Linked DNA regions of Drosophila melanogaster: region 2 is linked to region 1. A link is a contact called in public Hi-C data. All regions are on one chromosome and are shown on one strand. Each heading gives the region's core, a stretch centred on a gene start, on an enhancer-like site or on the middle of the called end of the contact. The rest is flanking DNA. Distances are from core to core; before and after follow the strand shown. Region 1 holds the start of Rnf11 (Ring finger protein 11). Region 2 holds the start of Asator (asator,).

What was found. A called contact is a pair of places that touch in the nucleus more often than the background predicts.
Region 2: a Hi-C map of the Kc167 cell line shows a contact between it and region 1, with 4 times the contacts expected there. The contact joins the promoter of Asator here to the promoter of Rnf11 in region 1. A contact is called at or near these places in 4 of 107 Hi-C or Micro-C datasets (the Clone 8 cell line, the Kc167 cell line, the ML-DmBG3-c2 cell line and 1 more).

What each region holds. Positions count from the first base shown.
Region 1 is chr4:310,242-317,531 of dm6, reverse strand. Rnf11 (Ring finger protein 11) reads right to left here and starts at 2,609. Exons shown (of 4, transcript NM_001272124.1): 1 at 2,575-2,609; 2 at 1,023-1,139. The coding sequence starts at 1,115. It overlaps Zip102B (Zinc/iron regulated transporter-related protein 102B), which reads left to right and starts at 3,445. Exons shown (of 3, transcript NM_001297784.1): 1 at 3,445-3,784; 2 at 3,890-4,175; 3 at 4,234-6,602. The coding sequence starts at 3,686. The coding sequence ends at 4,742. It overlaps Rad23 (Rad23,), which reads right to left. Exons shown (of 5, transcript NM_001272123.1): 5 at 6,710-7,290.
Region 2 is chr4:480,022-487,464 of dm6, reverse strand. It overlaps Asator (asator,), which reads left to right and starts at 1,432. Exons shown (of 14, transcript NM_001272127.1): 1 at 1,432-2,255; 2 at 5,761-6,256; 3 at 6,324-6,689; 4 at 6,774-7,163; 5 at 7,227-7,430. The coding sequence starts at 2,233.

The DNA.
Region 1 (7,290 bases), core at 1,360-3,859:
ACCTCCCAAAACTGCCACGCGCACTCTTTTAAAAAAATGTCTGATTTTTTTTTCATATAGACATCCAGATACTTGCAGCCTGTTGAATATCCTTCTCGTGTATGTTTTGCACTACATTGACATTGGACTTTAATTCTAAGGATATTTATATACACGCTTGTTTAGAGGGAAGTACCAATACATAGCTAAGCTTCGTACTGCAAGTATATTATCGCTAAAAGATTTATTATACTATTTCATACGCGATTTGGCTTGGCTCGTTTTAAACTTTTCGATGAACACTAATACATCACACAACGGTTATACATTTATTGATGCATTACCTTTCGTCGACACTGAACAAATCGTAGTAACTAATAATAATACAAAACGAGAAATTCATTAAACTCTATGGATGTTTGATTACGATTCGGCACTCAACGTTAGAAGAATCCTGTTTTTGCCAATTCTGGACGCCAGAAGAAGGTATAAATATTCGTGATCCATCTATTCTTAAAAACCTTGGACGTTTTTATTTATTTTCATTTATTATTTATTTTTTATTATTTCATTTTATAAACGTTTAAAACTTACATATACAGTACCAATCCCCAAGAAATCTTTAAAATGCCCAATAATTTCCTTTTTTTTGATTGCCAAGTAATCCATAATTCCTCAAAAATTTATAGCGATGCCATTTACTTTACTATTTAATAGTATCTTACAAGTTAGAAAAATTTTTCTTCTCAACACTTTTATTTTCGGGAAATTTTTTTGAAACTGTCACAGAGAAAACTGAGTATAAAAATACATTATTTTGCAAATATCTTCGTTAAGAATAATCAAAAAATTAGTTTCGAAGGCCAGGTTTTATACAAAACCTTTGCTTTAAAAATAATTATTGACCAAGAATATTTCGATAAACTCATAAAAAACATTTTTAATGTAATTGTTGAAGATTAAAAGACTACAAATTAGTAAATTTTGGACTTCTTTAAATCGACGATTATCGTTAAAACTCGCACCCGTGCATTGGTACTTACATGATACACTGGCTGTGTCCCGCTGATTTGACTGTCATTGCCGCGTAAAAGTGAAATGTCATCTGAAGTGCTAATTTTTAAGCAATTACCCATTTCATGCGTTTTTCGAAGATTTAACTGAAATATATGCACACGTAAAGAAAATTTATACGGCTCGTTTTATCTTGTATTTTAGTTAAGTTGTAAAACTTTATATTTAAATGCAGTGTAAGCTTTTTTTTAAAAGTTGTACATAACAAACACAAAGTAAAAGGAAGATCAAAGAAGACCATTTACGCGACCGAGCCAAAGAAAAGCTTTTTTTTTTTGTTTTAGCGAACGAGAAAAATCACGATTGCAAAAATTTCCGATTGGGAAACCAAAACCTCTATATGCAGCTCCCACATAGAGCTTAAATCTTGAAAGTTGTGCGGCCACAAGGATTAAGGAAATACCTGCCGCCAATAGACCTGGCCGAAACTAAAGAAGACATAAAAAGTGGAAACTGGTTGGGCCAAGGAGCAAAATTGGTCTCGAAGGTAAATAGTGTTTTTCTACCAAACTTGCATCGTAGTTTGATGGGTAACATATGTTTTTTGACTTCATATCACCCCACATCTGCAAAATCTCGATGTGTTGTTTATCGATAAAAGATTGCCAAGACATAAAAATATTCAAAAAAAAACGAGTACCGCGTATAATGATATAAAATCTAGGATCTGTTATAGTTAATATTTCTACACCTTTACTTAAAAAAATTTTTGTTTCTTAACGGAAAAAACTGAAGAAAACTTTCCATTCCTTAAAAACTGGAAATTGATATATGATATGATGATATTTTTTTCATATGGACGTCTAGATACTTTCAATCTGTTGAATATCCTTATCGTGTATGTTTTACACTACATTGACATTGGACTTTACTTTTAAGGATATTTATACACACGCTTGTTAAGGGGAAGTACCAATCGCTAAAAGATTTATTATACTATTTCATACGCGATTTGGCTTGGCTCGTTTTAAACTTTGCGATGAACACTTGTACATCACACAACGATTGTTTATTTATTGATGCATTACCTTTACTCCGCACTGAGCAAATTGTAGTAACTAATAAAAAAATAGTGTTACAAAACGAGATATTCATTAAATTATATGGATGTATTTGTTTGATTACGATTCGTCACTCAACGTTGGAAGAATCCTGTTTTTGCCAATTCTGAACGCCAGATGAAGGTGCAAATATTCGTGATCCATCTATTCTTAAAAACCTTGGACGACTTATTCTATTTTCATTTAATTTTATAAGTTTATCGGAAATTAGCAAAATAATGAAACGTTTAAAACTCACATATACAGTACCAATTAGTACCAATCCCCAAGAAATCTTAAATTAATAAGTACGCATGCATGTATATAAAATGCACATATGTATACACAACTTTCATAATAAACAGAAACAATTTAGTTAGTTGATTTAAAAAAAAAAAAACATTAAATGTGACTTTCTTTGAAATTAGACTAGATTCGATTTAATAAAGCCTGATTTATTCCATATGCTTAGACTTTTTACCTATTTGACAATAAATAAACCAAAATCAACAGTGCTGTTAATAGTATGACCTTAGGTTACCAAACTGTTTATGTAAATGGTGTAATACACGTTGTGCACTGAGATAAATTACATTCTCACGTTGCGCTATACAATCATAATACGGAATACAACCCTCCATGTAGTACGAGAGAGTGATGTATCCCTAAATAACTTATTAAATAAATAAATTATAAGGATCTAGAATTTTTTATGTTATGTGATTTCTGACGATATATAGATAAGCCAAATGAGCAATTATTGTAGGATAACACACGGTGACACCAGGAAAATACTATATACCGCACACTTTAATATATTTACAGAATTTATTTAAAATATTAAAATTAACTGGTGACCGATCATAACCAGTAAAAGGTAGAGCAACTACTATAGGTTTTGCGAACAAGTTAAATTTTCCGATAAACAATAGCTTAAAGAAAATTTGGTTCACTAGCTCCATTCGAACAATTATTCTTAAAACCATTAAAGGTTTTTTCTTTTTTTTAAATTTCACATGAGAGCAAATAAAAAATCGGTTAAAAGTCGGTTGAGAATGCTTGGTACTATTTCTAAATATATATTATATATAAATTATATATATTATATTATATTATATAATATTATATATATTATTATATATTATATTATATATATTATCTTATATTATATTATATATATTATATTATATTATATTATATATGTTTTATATATATTATATATAAATTAAAAATGGTATCATACATTTGTATCGGACCATCTAAAACCGTTTTCAATAAGTTTGTATAATAAGCCAGTGGGTAAGACATGAAATATAATAACTTAAAGGTATTGTTCACAGTCTGGGAAAATTTCGTACGTCTGTAGGATCGCGAGTTTTAACGGGATGAGAAGAAAACAAATTGTATAGTTCTGTTGTGGTATGAGATGTTAATTTGGTTGAAGTGTTATTGTAGAATATGGTATAAGTTCCACAGTTGGTTGCTGCTATATGCGTTGTTAAAATGTTAATAAGGCTCATCTCTAGCGATTGAGTTGGCAAAAACATGTAGCTTTGATGGTATTATGCTCATTAAAATTAAGTTGGGCAATCATGGCTGAGGAGACAATAATTCTCATTTTATTAGTGTTGGTTATGCTTGTGGGGTCTTATTTGGCAGGGAGCATACCGATGCTGATGAAATTAAGCGAGGTCGGTACTAAACAATGGCATTTTAAATACAAAAAAAATTTAATGTGAGGTATTTGGAGCACCACTAGTGCATTAATTTGTTCTACTTAATAAATGTCATTAAAGGAAAAGCTAAAATGTGTCACTGTGCTGGGAGCTGGATTGTTAGTGGGAACTGCTCTCGTTGTTATTATTCCGGAGGGCATTCGATCATTGTATGTGGGGAGTGGCCAATCCCAAAAACGGACATCAGTTCCGGAGCAACCAGATTACTCACAGACCATTGGACTTTCTCTTGTGCTTGGATTTGTCTTCATGATGTTGGTGGACATCTCTCAGCGGAAGAGTAATGTTGGAAGTAATAAAAAAAACAATGCCACACTAACTCTTGGATTGGTTGTGCATGCCGCAGGTAAAGAAGCTTATATTGGTGTACCCACCATATCTTAAAAATTGTTGTTCTTTTGCAGCTGATGGAGTTGCATTGGGAGCAGCTGCCACCACTAGCCATCAAGACGTTGAGATAATTGTATTTTTAGCTATAATGCTTCATAAGGCACCAGCAGCATTTGGATTAGTGACATTCTTACTGCACGAAAAAGTAGACAGACATCAAATTCGCAGACACCTAGTCTTATTTTCCCTGTCGGCTCCCCTTATGACTATTTTAACGTATTTTGGGATCGGACAGGAGCAGAAGGACACGTTAAATTCCGTGAATGCCACTGGTATAGCTATGCTATTCTCCGCTGGAACATTTTTGTACGTAGCAACTGTGCATGTTTTACCAGAGCTTACCCAAGGGGGATTTACGAAAAGCGATCAGCATGATTATTGTTTGCTAGAGGAATCTCGAGGTGTTGCTACGAATGATATAAATGGAAGCAATAGTATTCAAGCACTAAAATATAGTGAATTGGTAATTCTGATTTGCGGCGCACTGCTACCCCTAATTATAACATTTGGACATAATCACTAGTAATGTAGTAATACATATATTTTTGTCAAATAAGATGAAGTAAAAGTTAAGGGATATTAAGCTATAAATATATTGGGTTTAATTTCTCGGATATACAATTATTAACATTAAGTGCTTTGCACAAAGATTTTGAATTTAATGAATTGTCGCATGAAAGTCAAATTTGGTACCGACGTCAACTTTTGTCAGCTTTCTGTAAAGTTGAGTGATTTGAGAGGCCTTATACGAGAATGTATTGTGAGTAAACCAAGCAAAATGAGGAAGGTCAAAAAGTAGTGCAAGAAATATTTTACTTTAATATTTAGACTTGCGCAGGCAGGAATAGTACGCAAGTCGGCGCCGAATTCATTGGCATCAGAATTTTGACTCCGGCTCCTATATACTATATGTTAATTTATAATTATATATGTTTTTATTGTATTTAATAACAATGGATAGTTTACGTTCTCAGAATGGTAGTAAAAAGTAAGAGACGGTTTAAAGGCAGCTTGGCAATGTCACCATTGGTTTACTGGATAACGTCTTCTGTTACGGCCTTAGATTACGGATTTCTATAACTACTTCTGCTATGACTTTCTACATTTATAGATACCTTTCTGCGTCTTTTCTACTTTAATTCTGCTCAACTTCTTTGCGGAATATTTTTCGCGCGTTCTTTATTTCCGCTGTTCTTGTCTTGTCTTGTAAATATGAATCATATCTTAGCAAAGATCTTTAAAAACTTCTTTGGCTATAAATGATGTGTATTATGGGCACTTCTCTTCTACTAGAACGTGAAAAAAACTGTTTCCCAAAATCACGACGACAAATAGCTTTGCTGACTGCAGTTTTAGGCAGTTTTTTAAACCATGGCGTTAAGTTGATCCATCTTTGTTTTTGACTATGACGAGTCTGCTGGCGAAATTCGGCGCCGACTTGCGTACTATTCCTTTTCGTTGCCATTCCGAAACCTGATCTCGATTCTCTTCTCCTTGGGCACAATCGACAAAATTTGGTAAAATGTTCAATTACTTGTAGCATGGATTTGTTTCAAATTAGGATAAATTGTTTTCCCTTTACATATATACAATCTTATAATATTTTGTATCTTTTCACCGCGTAGCATCTTACTAATACTTCCAAAATCACTAGGTTGCGTCATATCGATATGAGAAAGTGTACATCAATCCGGTAGTTTGTGTGTAAACACCACTCTATCGTTCTAACTTTTTGATTTGTCGTTAGATAAGCTGTGAAGCTTGTCTTTCGTCGTTGCCAGACCATTTCCACATAAATGTGTATGTTTTCACTTTATATGTATGTCACTGTGGTCGGCAGTCCTATTCGTGTCAATGGTCACCAAAGAGTTTCTATACTACAATTTTGAGCTTAAAGATTTGTCATTAACACAGTCAAACCAAAGACACTAGAATAACGTTATTTGTGGTCCGGTGGGTATGCCCATGTTTATAAAGTTAATTCGACCCAGTCTAAAGTTCTGGAACGTGTCAAGGAAAGAAGTATTAACGAGTGCTTCTCTTTCCACTTACCTGCGTTCTACCAAATCTACCAATAATTCTTGTGTCTTTGAATCTACATTGAGTCAGGAAAGATTTATAATTGTAGCAACATTATAGAGGGGACCATAGCCATACATGAAACTATTAGAGATTTATTAATATTAAAGTGTAGAATTCTTTGCATTAATAATGCATATTACAATGTTCGAGTTTTATATTTGTCGTATTAATTGGCAAGCAGAAAAGTATCATAAGTCCAAATGTTCTACAGTTTTGTATATTTGTAAATTAATGATAATCTAAGTACTGTAAAACTGGAGAACATTTATTCCTGTAAAAATAAGCAATAAAAAATATTTATAAAAATTTTAATTAGTTTTTTCGTGAGTAAAGGGTATCTGATAGTCGAGGCACTCGACTATAGAATTGTTATGAATGTCATGCAATTAATGAAATTGTTTTATTTCTCCGACTCATCCTGAAAGGAATCACCAAAGAGACGCCACAGCTTATTAGGGCATAATTGCGGACATTATTTACAATAAAAAAACACGAAATTTATGTAATACAATGATTAATATATTTTAGTCATATGTCCAACATCCAGGACGACAAAAAGTACTTTATGTGTTAAGTGACTTAATTGTGGACTCCCACTAGTCAAAAAAATATTTTATAAATCAACCAAGATAAGGAAAGAATAAATCATAAGACTTCTTTAGCTTAATACGACCTTAAAATAATTAATGTGTGTATTGCATATACACTAGAAATACACACACTAGAAATATACTTTGCCATCCATTAGGTGAAGGCCTAATCCAAGGCCTCCCTACCATGGATTGGCACAGATAAATTTGTAGACATTTGCAGTCTTATGCTGAAGACAATGTCGTGGTGAAATATTTAGTAAAAATGACATCGTAACTCTATTTTACCCATGGCTGCAATTTTTAACAAATAACAAGTACAATACGCCGACGGTATTAAAAGAATATAAAAGAATTTTTATGATCGACATTTTACATTTAATTTAAGAACATCTAACT
Region 2 (7,443 bases), core at 183-2,682, 170 kb before region 1:
GCGGAAAACTATGCGTTGTTCAGTTTTTAACCCTCACATTTATACTGTATATTTCTGGTATTTCAAAATGGCAAATATTACGTGTTTAGTTGCAGCAATATATCTTAGTAAATAGAATTAGGTAATTATAAAAAATTAAAGAATACGTTGCACAGTTGCGGAATCCGGTCACGAAAACAGTCCCTGAATCATAGATTAGGAGACATACATATGTTTTTTCCAACATAGAAGACCTTCTTCTTGAAATCTTTGATTTAGGATTTCTTTAGGGACCAGAGTCACAGTTATTGTCTAGTAATCAACAAAATTGATTGCAATTTTACTATTGTATTCTTTTTGACATAGATTATACTAGTTTAAAGGGGGCTTTCACTCCTTAGAATGGTAGACGAGGTAACAAACCCTTTTTTTTCATATAATATACATAAATTTTTGATCCTAGCGCTGCTAACATATAGCATACGGTGCTGCCAATGATACATACATACAAATACAGTTATAATCTTGAATTACAGGTAATAATTAACTGTCTCATTTGCTTAATCTTTGTTTTTGTTTAGAGAAACGTATTGCATCAAATTCCTTTTAGGGGCTCGTCGTACATAAACAAAATTCAGACATACAGAGTAACTATGTAAAAAGTAATAAGCTGACCTGTAAAATTCTTGATGTACATGCAGCGCCACCTTTTGGAATTTTGAGTAGTTCAAGTAAATTCCTTAATTTTTTCCCAGTTGCAGAACCACAATTTAATATCGAATGGATCGATTAACGGAGCCGTCCATAGATTTCGTGTTGGAATATGAGGAAATAGTAAAAATATACTATCGATTTCTACACGCTGCAGTAATCGTATATTTTTTTCGAATTTGATTTGATCAAAATATTTTGATTTCGTTTTTAAGTGCTCTGGTTTTCCCAAAATTTACGAACTTATTTACGAACAATACTTTTGGAAATCCTTTAAATTAATTAAATAATTGTCTGGCAACTCTATGACTGACGGAGAACAGATGTTGAAGTCTACGTGTAAAAATAGGTCTAAAATGCTTTAAAACCTTTCAAGAGAAACCATGGATAGAATCTTCTGAGATTGCCCCTGTAGATATATATTTTTTATTAGCCCTGGATTAAACTGGAACGTGGTTTATGTCCTAACCCAGGTTCAAACACGGAACCAGACCAAACAAATTAAATATAGAGGCGGAAATATAATCGTAGCAATGTTCAAAATTGAAGTGAAGCTTTTACTCCCGACTTTCCTAAAAAATGTCATATATTATATAAGAACACACGCTATATATATGTTGAAATAATTCCTTCTTGAAGATATCATCTCAAATGGCTGCAAGTTTGGGGAGACTAAAGATAGCTGTTTATGTTATTCACCTATACACACATATCTGAATACCGTAGTATATACCTAAAAAATCAGTTCGATGCACAGAATGCCTAAAGATTCAGCGGGAAGCATTTGATAGAACAATATATTTCTTAATTACAACTTTTAGTAAAATATTTTATTGGTGCAAAACAATAGGTTTGCCGACAATAAGAAATATTTTATAAAGACAAATTTTAAAGTACCAAATGTAAATCAACTTTTTGCTGTTCGTTTTGATAAATTTATTATAATGTGATCGTCTTAAAAATAATAAATTTACAAATGTGGTCATGTGAACATGTGGATACAAGTGGATCACGCGAATTCCGCGTTGTTATTTTTTCGACGTTTTTACGGAACTTCTCTATAATTAAATCAGTATATAAAAATAGACACATTTGCCTATATAACGTAAATAAACGTAATCATAAATACAGACGATAAGTGATGTGAGCTAATCTAAATAATTGTATAGATTATTATTAATACAGTAAATTGCTCTCAAGCAATAATTAACCTACTTACAGGATTACAACAGAATAGAATTACAGTTTACGTCCAATTAAAGTAGTTTTGCAATAAAATTAAAAACAACAAACGATTATATCACGCACAAAGTATTCGCTCTTACAGTTATGATTAGGCTGCTTTGAGTAATCCTTATATGTTACTTGTGATATTACTACGTGATTATATGAATAATTTCAATCACACTCATATGTGTTCTTGAAGAAGTGAAAATACCGATACAAATTGATAGTTTTTTCCATATTTTAGAAAATAAAAAAAATACATTAAATCAAGTTCTAAGATATCTAAGTTTAAGGACAGCACAGAATTTTGCCATCATGCATTTGCAGGAGTACCTCAGGTATGTTTTGGACTCATACTCTTCTTTAACATATATGTAAGAAAATTAAAACTGAAAATTATTTGGTATCTAAAAATGCAAAAAAAGAGCAGTGTTGTTAATTTTTTTTTTAATTTTCGATGAATTTTGTTAATATGTCACACGGTAGGACGGAAATGTGGAAAATATAACGATTAATATAAATATTAATATATAACGATAATACGAAGCTGACGAAGTATTGAATTAGAACGGCAGCTATTTCTAACTCTAGCGGTGGAATTACGGCAGTTAACCTAATGAATTTTTGTGTGTTCGACCTAACAGGAATAGAAAAAGTACAGTAACAATACAACAATTATATACTTTAAAACGTTCTAAAATTCAGAAAGCCTTTTCATATATATGAACTCGACTAGACTCGGTCCTAAGCGGGCCTTTGATATAATGCAAGCGTACAGAAAATCGCCCAGTTTTCTAAATTGTGCTTATTGGTGGAATTTTTTTTTTTTAATTTGTTGTAGGCTATAGAGTGACAGCGTTTTATAGAAACTTACACTGTTACAAGTCCCGCTTTTATAGCTCCCGAGACCTCGACGTTCATACGAACGGACGGATATTACAACATCGACTCTGCTATTGATCCTGTTAATATAATTTATATACTCTATATCGTCGAAATTTTGCCTTCTATCTGTTTTCCAGATACTTTATAATATTTCATGTCCACTAAGATTACATCTTCCCCACGTTTGAATTGTTTTGTCTATGCCTTTCGAAGGGATAATTCAATATTCAAACAAAAGATGAGGGTATACAATGTATGGTTCAAATGGAACTTGGACAAAACTGTATTACTAACGAATATAAATTCTTAGCAAATATAGGAAATCGAAAGTTAAATGTTTGTTTCAGTATTATACAACTTTTGGGTCGTAGTTTTCTGCAAAACCTAATACAAACAAGTAAATTAAGTAACGTAAATCGACCTGACATTCACTTTACAAATATATAAAAACTGACTGAATTTATTCAGCAAATCCAATCTATACCAGTATCATGTATTACATGTTGTTATAAGCACTGCGATCATTTTGAAATTCACCAGGAGTATCAATGGGTTCGACAATTTATTTATTTATGTTTTTGAAAATTCTACTTATAAAATTATTTGCAAACGCTGACTTTTATACATACGTGCAGCTCTAATCAGACCTTCTATCCATGGCATAAACTAGGAATGTAATTAAATCATCTTTAAAGTTCTTACTGTTATTCGTTTATTAGCTGTAGTCAAGTTGGTACCGACGCATTATACTGCTGCAGTGAGCATGCGCAATTCCCTCCAGGAAGGGGAGCTTATTTGTTGTCAGCTGGCTTTGAGTTCAGACAGAGAACTTTACTTGGACGGAAAAGCTCAATGAAGCTTAAAAATCGATACGTGCATTTTATTCCGTGAAAACTCTTAAATATACAATATCATACAAATCTTATAGATTAGTAATTTTATGTTCATGTACTGTGTTTAAATCAAATAATTAAAGCTAAACATCGTCAATAAAAGTTGAGGCATGTGCTTCATCGTGCCAATAAAAGTGCTTCACCGCCAATAAAAGGAAATCAATAGGAAAGCGATTAATATTTGTGAATACTTTTTAACTTGTTCATAAAATACAAATATATATATATTTAAAGTTCACATTTTCCCAAGTAGAATCCACATTCTCCTGGTATGTATACATTTATTTAGAAAAAACCCAGTTTTAACAGCCACCAACTTAGGCGGGGGTTGTGAGACACAAAACTTGGACAGAAGTTTCTTTAAATATATAAAATGTACGTACAGATATTATGTTTTATTCTGAGGAGCAGATAACCATTTAAAGATAGATTTTCGAAGGACTATTAGTTTTAAATCCTCAATTTCTGGTTATATCTTACACGATTTACCAATTAGCATGCTATTGGACTGGGGGTAAAGTACTAATTTCAAAAAAAGGATGTTTTACAAGGATTAAAGTAACTTATTTTCTATGCCGAATGAACAAGGCAACATAAAATAATATTATATCTGGGAACGACATTCTATAAGACACATTACATGAAAATCGATAAAATTCCATATGCTGTCGTTTATTGTGCATAAATTCCCGGCTCAGACCTAAATGTATATTACCGTCTTTCTACTAAGTGGGCAAATGAAATATGTGCTAGAAAGATTCACACAACTGGTGTCCTCTATGATTGTGCAACATTTTTAAATACAATGGAAATTCAATGTCTTTATAGGCTTGGAATTTTTCCTGTTACAGTTTAACAACACTTTAAAAAGTAGTAGCTAAAAATAGTACCTCATTGACGAAACTGACGGAAAGGAATACCCTAGATACACATATTATTTATGTTTAAGGGACTGTTTACAATGGGGTTGTTCTTAGGTTTACTTCTGGTGAAATCTTACATGTCACAATAATTCCTCTGGTGTTGGGGAAATGTTTTCCGAACTACTTCATGTATAAGATAAGATCACTCAGCAGCTGACGCGGACATAACGAACGAAGAACTAGCGTTTGTATGCCTATTTACAGCTGTTTTTGATTTTCTAAGAAACAGCAATTGTGTAAAATGAGACATATTTTTTTTTGGTATATATACTTATACGTACACAAATTTTTTTCGGCCGGAGTGATAAATATATGAGAATTAACAAGCTTCCGATGTTTTGGTGATAGTTGCGTAATATATATGTATGTACATATGTACTTCAATACTCGTCAGATTTCCAAACCATCAAATATTTGAATACATTGTATATGCTTGCTAACAAAACAGTACCGACGAAATAGCTCATGTTAAAGTAATATTATGTAGTTAGTATCGATAGGAAGTTCAACGAAACTCAAAATGTTCGAATTTCATTGTTGGTATGAAAGTTAAAAATATCATCGTTGTTTTCTATGCGTTTTATCAGCTTTATTTATTTACTTATTGGAATTTATTTGACACAAGTATATTTTTGTTTTTAAAACATAAAGCATGAAGCTTAAAGTTTTGTTTGGGAGGTAAACAATTTTAGAACTGCTCACATACGATATCTAGGATTTCAGAAAATATGTACAATTTTGGGGGAAAAAAAAAAACGTAAAGGAAAGGCACCTTTTAGAAATCTGTGTAGAGATTTCGTTATCCTACATATATGGGCGCAAAGAAGAATAATGTTGAATATCGATTTTTATGAAAAATCATGCATCGATGTTTTCATCGATATTTCTCCAGCTCTTTATTAAGCTGTGCCTGTTGAAATATTTTTTTTTTCAAATTATGTTATCTTTTCCTTCCCTAGTGCGTATAGAGCGCTCAAAATGATCTATATTTTTCGTATTATAGACAACTGATGTTTTGGCATTTACTATGCGTTCCGTAAGTCGCTCTGAAGATGCGTTCAAATGGACAGACACACTGTTTTCTGTATTATGTGGATTTTCGAGATATTGCTAAGCAATGCAATGGATTTATTTTTTTTTAGAAACGACGAAAATGCATCCGCGCCCGACGATGGAAATCAATCATGCCAGCCTTCTTCCAAACAAGATCAGTATCTAAGTCCTAACCGCAATTGCCAGAAAAACCTGTTGAGGCTTTACCCACCACCCCCATCTAAACCACCACCGCTCGTTGGTGCCATCCTGCAAACCCGTCTTCTGCATCAGATAAGCCCGTCCGCAATTGCAGATGCGGATGCAGACTTGAATGCAGTAGGGGAGCTTCTATACCCAAATGTCCTGCAGCGGTCAGCAACTTTGCCAGCGAAACACAACCGCTTAGGGGTTCGAAGCCGCGTGACCTTTAAGGTCCCTTCGTCTAACCTCCCTGCTCAGGATTCATATTCTCATCAACCCCGAAATCAGGTTGCAGTCGCTGCAAAGGACGGAATATTGGTAGACGTCAAGGCTAAGGAGTCCGTCAAGATGACTTCTGAGGATTTGCTGCAGCCAGGTCATGTTGTGAAGGAGCGTTGGAAGGTGTGTTTTATATTTAATGCGTACATATATAGATATATATATTTTATTTTAATTGTATACCTTGCAGGTTGTCCGTAAAATTGGTGGAGGCGGCTTTGGAGAGATATACGAGGGTCAAGATCTTATTACCCGTGAACAAGTCGCACTTAAAGTAGAGTCCGCCCGGCAGCCTAAGCAGGTGCTCAAAATGGAAGTGGCAGTTCTTAAGAAATTGCAGGGAAAGGAGCACGTATGTCGATTCATCGGATGTGGGCGGAATGATCGATTTAACTATGTGGTGATGCAGCTCCAAGGAAAGAATTTAGCTGAACTCCGACGCGCTCAGCCGCGAGGGGCATTTTCGCTTAGTACAACACTTAGGTTAGGGTTACAAATTTTAAAGGCCATTGAATCCATCCATTCAGTGGGATTTCTTCATCGTGATATTAAACCGGTAATAGCTACAATCTTGTTATGTTTTCAATATATTCGGGTGGTCAAACAAAAAAATCGAAATAATTGTTCTTTTGCATTTTAGAGCAATTTTTCTGTGGGTCGTTTGCCTTATAATTGTCGACGCGTCTATATGCTTGACTTCGGATTGGCGCGTCAGTACACCACTGGCACAGGGGAAGTGCGGTGTCCAAGAGCTGCTGCAGGTTTTCGCGGCACGGTTCGTTATGCTTCTATTAATGCGCACCGAAATAGAGAAATGGGACGCCACGATGATCTGTGGTCATTGTTTTATATGCTCGTGGAGTTTGTAAATGGGCAACTGCCATGGCGAAAAATTAAAGACAAGGAACAAGTTGGGTTGACAAAGGAAAAATATGACCACAGAATACTGTTAAAGCATTTGCCGTCAGATTTGAAGCAATTTCTGGAGCACATTCAATCTCTTACATATGGAGACCGCCCAGACTACGCGGTAAGTCGAAGATTATCCCAAAAGATCATTTTATACAATAAAATAATGTTGAATTAATTATAGATGCTTATCGGTTTGTTCGAGAGGTGTATGAAAAGACGTGGGGTCAAAGAGTCCGATCCTTATGACTGGGAAAAAGTGGATTCCACTGCAATTGGAAACATAAGTGCAACAGGCAATCCATCAATTCCTATAAAAAGCGATTATATGCACGGAAATATTACACAAATGACAGTGGCAGCATCTAACGCAAGTGGCACCGAATACGTAAGTTATTTTA